2 separate regions of the Gasterosteus aculeatus genome follow, and region 2 is linked to region 1. The links are chromatin contacts, called in public Hi-C maps. All regions are on one chromosome and are shown on one strand. Each heading gives the region's core, a stretch centred on a gene start, on an enhancer-like site or on the middle of the called end of the contact. The rest is flanking DNA. Distances are from core to core; before and after follow the strand shown. Region 1 overlaps trabd2b (TraB domain containing 2B). Region 2 holds the start of trabd2b (TraB domain containing 2B).

What was found. Hi-C and Micro-C count contacts between places; a contact is called where the count stands out from the background.
Region 2: a Hi-C map of whole body shows a contact between it and region 1, with 5 times the contacts expected there. The contact joins the promoter of trabd2b here to the enhancer-like site in region 1. A contact is called at or near these places in 4 of 6 Hi-C or Micro-C datasets (liver, skeletal muscle and whole body).

Annotation. Positions count from the first base shown.
Region 1 is chr8:18,055,530-18,060,806 of fGasAcu3.hap1.1, forward strand. trabd2b (TraB domain containing 2B) reads right to left here. Exons shown (of 7, transcript XM_078108511.1): 5 at 4,716-4,812; 6 at 2,716-2,994; 7 at 1,937-2,625. The coding sequence ends at 2,400. Among protein-coding and RNA genes, the nearest start is that of trabd2b, 46 kb to the right of the region's middle. Within about 2 kb of position 2,167, at least 2 of the 9 cell types and tissues checked have open chromatin away from gene starts, as enhancers often do.
Region 2 is chr8:18,102,247-18,107,523 of fGasAcu3.hap1.1, forward strand. It overlaps trabd2b (TraB domain containing 2B), which reads right to left and starts at 2,342. Exons shown (of 7, transcript XM_078108511.1): 1 at 1,905-2,342. The coding sequence starts at 2,018.

The DNA.
Region 1 (5,277 bases), core at 917-3,416:
TAAAATGTTTCTTCTGGTCCCCTCATTCTAGTCAATGGGTCTGAATCGTGATCCACTGCAGGCCTCCTCAGGCTCAGTAAGCCTTAACCTTGGAGCCTCCCTCCAGACCCCCCCCCACCCCCTCCGAAGAGGCCCAGGCAAACAGGGAAGGAGATAGGGAGGGAGGGAGGAGGCAGGCCAGGGGGTGTCGGAGGTGTGCGGTGAAACCGAGGACCTGCCACATTATATGCTTTAACATGACTGGCAAATCCGGCACGGTTAAACAAACTTAACCTTCATTTGTGAAACGGCGCAAATCAAAGGGCAAAAAACGACTTGTGCACGTAATCTCCACCGGGGGGGTGCGGGTTGGGGGAGCAACAGGGAGGTAAAGGGAGGATGAAGGGGTGCTCGGTCTCAGGGATAGCCGGGCATTAACAGGTTGAATGGAAGGAAATGGGAATCATTTAAGGCGAGGGGCATTTTTAATGAGTTTGCTCAGAAATTGATTTTCCACTGTAATCTTTTATTTATATGCGGCGGGCGGCGTGTCCCCGGCAGAGTGAGGGTCAGCCCTCAAAGCGCCCTGTCAAGGCCCCCACTCCTTCAAACAACACCCCAAAGTCCAGGGAAAATGGTATTCTAGCTAAGGCAAATATTGTCCTGTCTTGGCTTAAGGGGCGAAAAGGCTGTTTGTTCTAAAAAACGTCCCTTTTTCTCTGTTGAAGAGGAAACTGTTAAACGCTCGATTGAAAGCTACAAAGTGAAGTTAATAATGCAACAAAATTCGCTCTGAAATTATACGTATAGATTAAAAGGATTTCATTAAAACATCTCAGGTGTTTTTGGTATAAGTTTAAACTTATATCAAAAAATAACTTTATTAACTAAAATGAACTTAATATTTCTTCTTATTTCACTTATTCTTTGCCAGTTAATCAAGTTAGCGAGGGATATACTTTACACTTTATTGAGAATGTTGGCTATATTTATTTGAAGTATTCATTTGGATCTTTACATTGGATCCTTTGTTGTTTTGTGAAACTGTGCTTTCACAGCACACGTTGTAGTCCGTAAAATCTATCCTGATGATTTAATTATCAAAATAGCATAAAAGTGACTGAAGCAAGCCATAACATTCCTTTCAGTGTTATTATGAGATTATGAGAACCAAAAGCAAAGCAGAGTTTTTGCTTTTTATGTCAGATTATTTATGTCTTCATTATTTTTGACATCAATAGTTTGAGAATGTATTTTATGTCTCTAATGTTATGATTTCAAAACACATTACAATAAGCTAGTTGGAATTGGATCAGTAGGTCCAGTTTTAATTGGCTTATCAAACTGCAAAAAATAATATATTATTGGAATGAATATAACGTAAATATGTAAATGTCGAGATTTGGGCTCGAATATGAATATTTTCTACACCGTTATGTTGTCCATGAAGCGGTGCCTTCCTCTGCAGGTCAGTGCTCATGAGCTGGTAATGAGGTTCTTCTGTGACGATTCCGCCACCTGGTGGCAAACGGCACAACTGCAGCAGGGCCGCACGTTTAGTTGGTTCCACTTGAATTGAATGTTCGGGCTGTACGTTGACATCATACAAGGGGAACATTCTGTTTTTCACCACTTTGTAGTTCTGCTGGAGCGCCTGGGGGTCAAGGTCAGCTGGGGCTGATCACGGCTCTGCCTGATGGATTTAATGTGGCTTCCTGTTCCTCTGAGGGAAACGCTGCCTGCCCGTCTGCGACTTCCTGCCGGTTTGTTCCTGCGGTCCGGTTTTCATTCTGTGATGCAGGACAAGTGGCACTTGGTCCAAAGCAACTGTAGTGGAGGCAACGGGGAATGATGTTGTCCTCGTTCCATCCAGCAGGTGGCAGGTTTAGATCACCTGTTGCACGCGAGCACCCCCCCCCCCTTTTATTGAGGAAAGATCATCTTCACACACTTCAAATGATTTTAAAGTTTATTTATTTCCTTATTTGTCTTCAAAAAGCCAGAAAATATACTGTTTTCTTCCAGAAATAATAAATATACAATATTCTTATTTTTTATGAACAAAATGAACAATTTACAAAAGAAAGACCAGTGGCACAAAGTGCTCCACCGCAGTACTGTCCGACCGTATTGACCTCGTTCATCACAGAGCTACAATTTATTAGTAGGTCCTACTCTCATAGTTATCGTCCTACTTTTCTACACAAGTATGACAGTTTTTATTCTACCGTAATAGAACACAGGCTCAGAGCTCGTCCCGCTCAGTTTGACACACTGAAAAGCAGGCGGAGGCCTCTGCGGGGAGGGGGAGGAGGGCGTAGCTGATCCCCCCTCCACCCCCTCCCCATCAACGGAGGTCGTCCTCTGGAGGCGGTTCTATCTGCGGCATTTTGTCTTTGAGGCGGCGCCCGGCTCTGCGGTCAGGAGGCGAGCAGCCCGTGTATTAGCAGCCAGGCCACCATGCAGGACGGCGTGAGCGGGCGGCGGGCGGCGCCGGCATCGTCCACCGGGGGCGGGGGGGAAGTCGGGCCGTGCTGCGGCCCCGTGGCGGAGACCTCCGTCCGTCTGTGCTGCTCTTGATGGGTCCTCGGCGGCTCCGCCGTCACGTAGCCGTTGATTATCCTCACATGAGGTGGTGGAGTAGTGCTGCAGGGAAGAGGAGATCGCGGTTGTTCTGGCGTGCTCGTGGGAAGGGGGAGGGGCTGGAAATCACCGATCACAAGAGACGTATCTCACCTGTCGCCGATGCGGACCCACAGGTCGCTGAAGAGGCGGGGCCTCCCGTGGCCGCGGTGGGCCTTGCGAGGCCTCTTGTGTCGCCCAAACTCCTCCAGCTGGCTCAGGCTGTCGGGGAGGAGGATGTGAGGCGGCTCGTCGTCTCCGAGGCCGCGCTCGCCCTCCGCGTAGTCCGCCTCGAGCCCCGCCTCCGACGGAGCGGCCGGCCAGCCGTCGGGGGGCGACGTGCCGGCGCCCTCCTCGCCGGACCGTGCCGGAGGCTCTTGCACCGCTTCGCCCCTGCAGCGGGAGGAAAAAACAGACGGAGAGGAGGTGGAGTCAAATTGTCCTCAAGGAAAAAGCCCCCTCTGGGGTGTTTGGACCACGTGATCTGTAGGTATTTCGCTGAAAAGCTTTAGACTCACAGATGAAAAACAATCAGATACAAGACCGCTCCTCTTTTGGAAGTTTAGCGCTCAGTGGTTTCGGACCACCTTTGCGTTCTGCACGTCTCTTTACTTCAATCAAGACGCCTTGCGCTATAAACGCTGTACCGACGGGCAGAAATAACAGTGACCGTACTGGTGCATCAGAACCGCCGTCTGTCCGAAGCGGACCACCCAGAACTGCTGACCTCTCTTTGAGAAACCTTTTTTTCTTCCCCCGTTAGTCATCCTTTCTCCTCTCGTTCCAAAAACTGTCAATATGGCTTGAATGTGACTGTTTTAATCTAGAACACCTAAAGAACCCCAACCGCCCCCCCATCCACTCCTCCGTCAGTCAGGTGATAAAAACGCTCTCCTTAGGCTGCCGCTCTGAGGCTAACAGCTTCCCTAAACGCCTCTCAGTCAGCCATCTTGTGGTGTTTTTCCTTGGCTGGCTTGTCAACTTCTATCAGGAAGCTGAAAGTGTCTGTGCACACGTATAAGTGTGTGTGTGTGTGTGTGTGTGACCACAGTAAGTCTGTCCACTGGTCAGTTTTGACGCCAGAACCACTTTTTCTAAAAAACCCACAACTCTGCAAAACAGGGCGTCGGCCAACAGGGAGTCCGTGTTTACGGCCGCGGTTTGCACGGAGAAGTTACTGGATGGACAAATTCTCCCTGATTCAAGTGTCTTTCTGTACTGCTTCTTCACAGAACCACAGATCAATATGTAAGGTGACAGCTGCTCTGTGCCAAGGGATGGGATTTCACACACACACACACACACACACACACACACACACACACAGATTGAGGCATTAAGTACAACCCTCCTTTGGCACGCTGCATCCCTCCACTGACCCCTGCACACGCACACACACACACACACACAGACACGCTGGGAAGTGTGCGTTTGTGTTGACCGCGGTACCAGTGGCTGCTGAGAACAGGCAGCACCCTCCTCCCCCCCGCCCCGCCGCTGGCAGCTCGCCTTTGGCACGCAGGGGCGAGAGCGGGGAGGGCAGAGGGGAGGAAGGTGAGGGAGTCGACGAAGCGCGTATCAAAGGATTCCTGCGTAGCTCGCTTTTATTTGCTGCACAGCTCGACTTGGACCGGACGGCCGCAGCACTTTATTTAATGAATCCGCCGAGGTTAAAAAGCTGAAGCGCTTTCTACGCGTCCATCTGCCCGCCTGCCAAAAAAAACTAAAGAGTGCACAAATTGCCTCACATTCCACACTATCGTATACAATCAGCTTGCGATGCCAGCAGATCATCAGGCCTTCTTTGTCTTTTTCCATTCGTCGTCTTTTCAGGATCTCAAGTGTAATCTGGGATTGATTGCTCGTGCAGAATTGGAATCATCCGAAGCCGGCGATTGAATTGTATTTGAATTACTTAGCCAAAAATAAAATAATACGCTATTATGCACCTCGTCGGATTCAATGATGTCAAGCGATCGCTGCGTTCTGTTACCCGGTAACCCGAGCGATCGTCTTCTTCTGCCACAGATTTGAGTTTGCTCCTCTTTTTGTTGCAAACGCAGCACTTCAGTGAAAAAGACGCCCCGCTGCGGTCGCCCTGTCGGCACACTCACTCTGCGACCGGCTCTCTGGCATCGGGGGGCACGTGGACGATCTCGTAGCCGTCCTTCCTCAGGATGTCCAGCACGCTGTGATTCCCCAGGAAGTGACCTAACAGAAGACAAAGACACACACGTTGCCTGAAAGACCAAAAAAAACAAACATTTAGATGCTTTAAACAGCAACTTAAGAGTCTTTAAACATCGGACCCGAGATCCCCCCCCACCATTCCTTCCCCTCCTGTGTGATTCCCTCAGACGGACATCAAAGAAGCGGGCCCCTGACTCTTTGTGTTTTGGATTTCTCCCGTCGACTGATAACCCCGTCGCTCAAGCCGGCCAGTAATCGCCTGCAGAAACGTGGCAGGACGCACGGGAATTTGCTCACTCGCACACCTCGGTTCTCTCCCCCGGCTTATTAGCGGCACGTTGGCAACGCTCCGGGCCTCTCGACGTCGGGCTCCCTGTCGGGGCCTTCACTTTGCATAATCACAACATGGAGAAAAGTGGTCACTCGCCACCACTTGGTACACAAGATCCACGTCTCCCTCGGGGCGAGCTGTAATTATCCCTTCAA
Region 2 (5,277 bases), core at 1,092-3,591, 47 kb after region 1:
ACGGCGCTCAGAGCTCATAAAAACCAAAAGCTGAAAGAAACCTGCCCTCCATCGTGACCCCAACTGTGATACTTTTGTTTGTGAGATGTTTTACACCAGGCGGAGAGACCGGGTGCTGACAGCCTCAGGTTCGGCGCGGTTTTTGTCCCGTACGGTTTACGTTGCTGGACGTGTCTGGTGCTGTTATCATTTGAACAATGTCACAGTGGAAAGGAAACAATCAGCACCATTCTAAATGAGCACGAGGGCCGCATTGCGTCGCAAAATATGTTTCTTGTTAAGTGCTCCACAAATGTGTTGCGCATGTGTTACGACTTTGATGTTGGCATTAATATGAAGAAAAAAATGAACTTCTATAAACAATATTCAACTTCTGGCTCTTAAGACACTGTAATCAGGCGTTTGAGGGATGAAACCCATTACTGTACAATAAAGTTATTCTTAGTAAATGTTAACTTCTCAAATTTAATCAAGATTTGCTTCAACATGGGTTCAAATTATAGTGCACGCTGCCAATGTTGTCTACGTTGTCAAATATGTTTGCCAAAGGGCCAGTGGAGTCATCAAATGGGATGTTCTGCTATCTTCATAATGAACTAAAATGAGCGTTCAGTCATTTCTCAGGGCGGCCTTGCAGATACACCAAAAACCTTTCAATGGCGTGCGTCTAACTCGGGGAGCAGCCCACGCCGCAGACTGACGCACGTTGGATGGCATGAGACGCGTCAGCGCACTCTGCGTCGTATTTCTGTTTTGTTTTTTTGCAGCATCTTGTCAACCGTTAACGTGCACGCGTGCACAGAGGCCTGCTCCGTAAAATAACGACTTTTCGACGTGGAGAGCGTGGTACGTGTCCTGCGGGAGAGGCCAGATCCCCACTCCGCTAAAGGCGCGTGGACTTTTCTGGGGAGCTTTGACGCGCAGAGCTCCTTTTTTATGGGGTAATTACTCTTAACAGAAAACAGAGAGCACTGCACTGACGCGTTGCAAATCACACGAAGCCTTCGGTGATCTCTCACACCAGATCCATCATCGGCCCCAAGAACTAAACGGACTAATCAAACAACACCATGTGATCTTGAAAAGACGCCGCGGGCACAAGTGTCGTATTTAAAAAAAAAAAAAACGCCTGTCGCTGAGTTTTTTAATTTGACCCCAGAAGTCTGCTTCTTGATTTTAATAAACTCTCCCCTCCTTCGTGGAGAGGATGCTTTCGCGGTGGGAGACGGTTCAAGCCACATCCATAATTTTACCAATATGCGCAGATAGATTCGCTGAAACATGAGCACGTTTGTAGGGTCAGTGAAACTTTTCCAAATGAAGTCAAGTCGGCCCCGGGTGTTCCCCTCCTGCGTTTGTCACATAAACAGCCACAAAGTTGTGAAGCTTTAACAATTTCTCTCGGCAGCTGCTTTCCCGCATTTCTTCTAGTGATTTCATTTAATGCGTCGGTTCTGAAATACCTGAACTTCTTTACACGTCTGAGGAGACAAGGCGGCTGTGTTTGATCACTGCACATAATAATATAATATTACTGCAGTCTATTTTTATTGGTAATATTATCATAGGCTATTCTATCAATTTCCATTGATAGTGCAATTAAAACTTATATTTTCATACGCTTATGCTTATAAAAAAAGTTCAGATGTGTAAAATGTCGTAATATTTGACCTCATTCTTTGCACAATTATGATAAATGATTTTGTGATTTTGCCATCCCGCCGATTCATTCCAAAATGACTAATAGTTTCACTGTTATTTCTCCATCTGCACGTTTTTAAGGAAACAATTCCATTTGGATGCCGACAACAAGTGTGACCGTTAACCATTAACTTTCTGGATAACAGAGAGGTAGAACGATCAAATGAGACGACGAACCCAAAAAAAAGACCCCCACGACTCACCGACTGCGGTGCGTCGCACTGCTTCGGTCTGTCCGGTCGGTGCGCGCCCCAGGGGGCCACCGCGTGCAGCAGAGCGCACAGGAGCGCCAAGCTGGATCCCGGCAGGCGGACCATGGTGCCGAGGTGACGGGACGCTGCGAGTCGGTCGGCTCTCGGTCGCCTCCTTTGCACTTTCTTCCAAGTCGTCTCTCCTCTGGAATGATACGTATAATAAATGCAGATTAAACCCGTTGCCGGTGGCCTCTCGGCTCAGATGTGGCGCGCCGCTGGAGGAACATCCCCGACCTCTAGGCTACTTCTTCCCGCCTGGGACTGTTTTTTTGGACGGTTTCTGTCTCTCTTTCTACTCGGTGCAGAGCTGGGAAGCAGGAGCGGCTCAAGACTCTTTGGAGAGTTTCCGCAGTGCGCTCCGCAAGTTAGGAGCGTCTTGCCTGGAAGAGAGGGAGGTGGGACGACCTGAGTACTCCCCCCCCCCCCTCCTGACACCAGACAGACCCCACAGTCCTGAGCGGTGGACGAATGTTCTTCCAACGTCGTGAAGGGTAAGATTAGATATTGCCTCATTCAACTTGATGTTATTCCCGTCATAAAGTCTGACTTTAGTATTTTATAAAGTTATAAAGTATAAATATAATCAATAAGGGGTTTATGTGGTTGCTTAGTATTTCTCTTTTTCAACGTTTTAATTCAACAAATTAAGAAATCAATTACTTATTGAACTTGATGAAATGTATTTAATAAATACGTTAGTGTTAAACGGCTTCAAGATTAAAAATTACATTTAGAAAATAATAATAATAATACAAATATATTTTTTAGCCTCATTTCAGTTAAGTTGAAACAGATTTCTGCAGCTCTTTAAAGAAAACTTACCAACCACACAGATCCATGAGGTCAGTTGACAAACACGTGCTGGCAGCCCACGTTTCAGTTTGTTTTTGGTTTTCAACACAGCCATTCCAAAGATGTAAATAAGCACTATTTTGCGTGTCGTCATGTGCTTCCTCTCCAGGACGATCACATCCGTCTTTGTCCTTCTCTGTTTGACAACCCCGCAGCCCTTCATTTGTATGAGCGTCCCACTGCGGCAGAGAATTTATACCTTATATCCGTCATTAATAAACGGGTCAGTGTAAAGACAACTGTGAGAAGTGTTTTGTTTACTTTCAGTCCAGCACTCCTCTTCAGATCGGTCACGGTGTGGAGTCCACTACTCCGCCGTGACCTCGGTGATTGTCCAAGTGGCAGACAATGTGACAGAGTCAAGTATACTGGGGAAATTTATCACGGAGAGACCCCTCAAAAAAGTGGCACCGGGCCCCTCCCTGCAGTCGGACAAGCAGCCCTTTGTCCTCGGCCGTGTTCTCCACTCGTCTTCTCGCCGCCGCCTGCTCTCGCTTTTCTTACTAAGCAGCTTTGTTAGCGGCCGACCGTCTCTGTGGCTCGTTGCCCAATTTCGCGTTCAGATGAGGCGGATCGGGGCGTTTCTGCACAGTGTCTTTGATCAGCTTGTCGTTTAACACAGTTTCACGTTGTAAAACTGTGACACTTCTGCCCTTTGACCCTCTGACTTCTTTTATTGGGCGCCATTCATCAAGCTCTGCGAATTCGAAACGCTGAAGAGTTGATATTTCTTTGTTTTATACATCTGCAAAATGGACCAGTCCAAGGCGACCTCAACCCTTTTTCCTGAGTCCCAAGAGCCGCACGTAACACATTCACGTCGATCTGATCACATCTTCTCCTCCTGGCCTCTCTGACCGGTGTGGGATTTCAGTTAGCGCTTTCGCTCTAATGTGACCACCTGTGGACTCAGGTACTCAGGTACCACACCTTGCATTTGGGCTTCTCTTTGAAGGAGCTTTTCCACATTCTTGGCCGGTTGGAGGAGGACTTATGAGCGTCTGGCTGCTGGAGATTCCTGGACGGGGGCCAGCGCTTACAGCGCGGTGCGCATATAGCCGTGGACGAAAGAAGACTTTAACAGTTAATGTCCTGTTAGCGCGCTGCAGAAACGCACATCTGGGGAGACGTTATAGGGAGAAGTTGAAAGAAAGAGAGCCCGTCCTGATAGACAGGTACTTTCAAAACGTTAAAGCATATCTGTAACTGATACTTGTGCTTTCCAACACTTTTATTAACCTTGCGTATCCATTTTTGTACCCCAGATGGGAGCAATAGGGAGCAGGGAAGGAGAGAGTGAAAAGACCTTGTTAATGTTTGTGGCCCTGCAGCACGAAGGAATCATGTGTCTTCTTGTCCTTGGGGCTCCGTGCCTGTCTCTCTGTCTGTCTGATGTTGTGCAGAAGTCCTGCCACAAAACCCCAACGTTAGCCGCCTGCCTCAGCATCATTACTCGTCTATCGGTATGTAATGATAGAGGTGCCACCTCGATTACTGCCAGCGCTACTACACCACATGAAGAGGAAATGTGGAACGACCACAGCGATAGCGGCGACTGGAGGCTGGAAGCAATTTGTTTGTTATGCACACAGGGACCCCTGGTGGTGTGAGGAAGAATGCACATCGCGGCCAGCGCGGACGGCGGTGAGGACGCAGGAAAGATGGTTAACTCGAGGGCAGGAAAGACAGGGCTTCAAAGGCAATGCGCGTTTGATGGATGTGAAGGAGCGGCTCATAGCTTCAGGCAGCCATACCTCAGAGACCTCACCGAACGCTCTCCGTCTCCGTCTGTTGTCTCACACTCGCTCTCTATCTCCACCCGTCTCTTGCTCGGGGTCCAATATCCTCTGTCCCGCTTTGAAGATGTCTAGGAATAATATTGACTGAGTCTCCGGTGCAATGTTATTGTGGTTTCCCCTTTTTTTGCTGGACGTCCAGGACGGGACAGGAGGCGGTCGAGGGGGAGAAGGGTTACGTCAGGGGTTGGAATATGTCAAAGAATGTCAAAAGGAGTTCCAGAACGAGCCCGTTTAAGCCCCTTCACCCGAGACGGGTAGAATTAAGTCGAAGCAGGTCAAATCGACCCGTCCGGGGTCTGAACCTTTTTCGCCGGTGATCGGCCTGTGAAAGAAGTACTCGCTGATTCAGACGGTGTTCAGTGGCAGCATGTCTGCATTAAGGCCCTTTCCCCACGGCTTTGCACTGGATGTCCGTCTTCATCAGCCAGGATGAGCAAAAGCAGGAGGGGAAAGATGAGAGGAGGAGATAAAGGGACCCGGGGTCACGGTCAGAGCTGTTTTTCTGTCTCTAGTGTTTTTTCTCTGTCATTGCTTTGAGGTGATGTAAGGAAAGTGGAACACGAATCCGAGGCACACTTGTTATTCACAGCGGAGATTAAGGCAGTTCAGTTTACATCAGTGGTAGTTTCGATGTTGGGTTCGATGAGGCACTTTGTCATCACTGTTTGCAT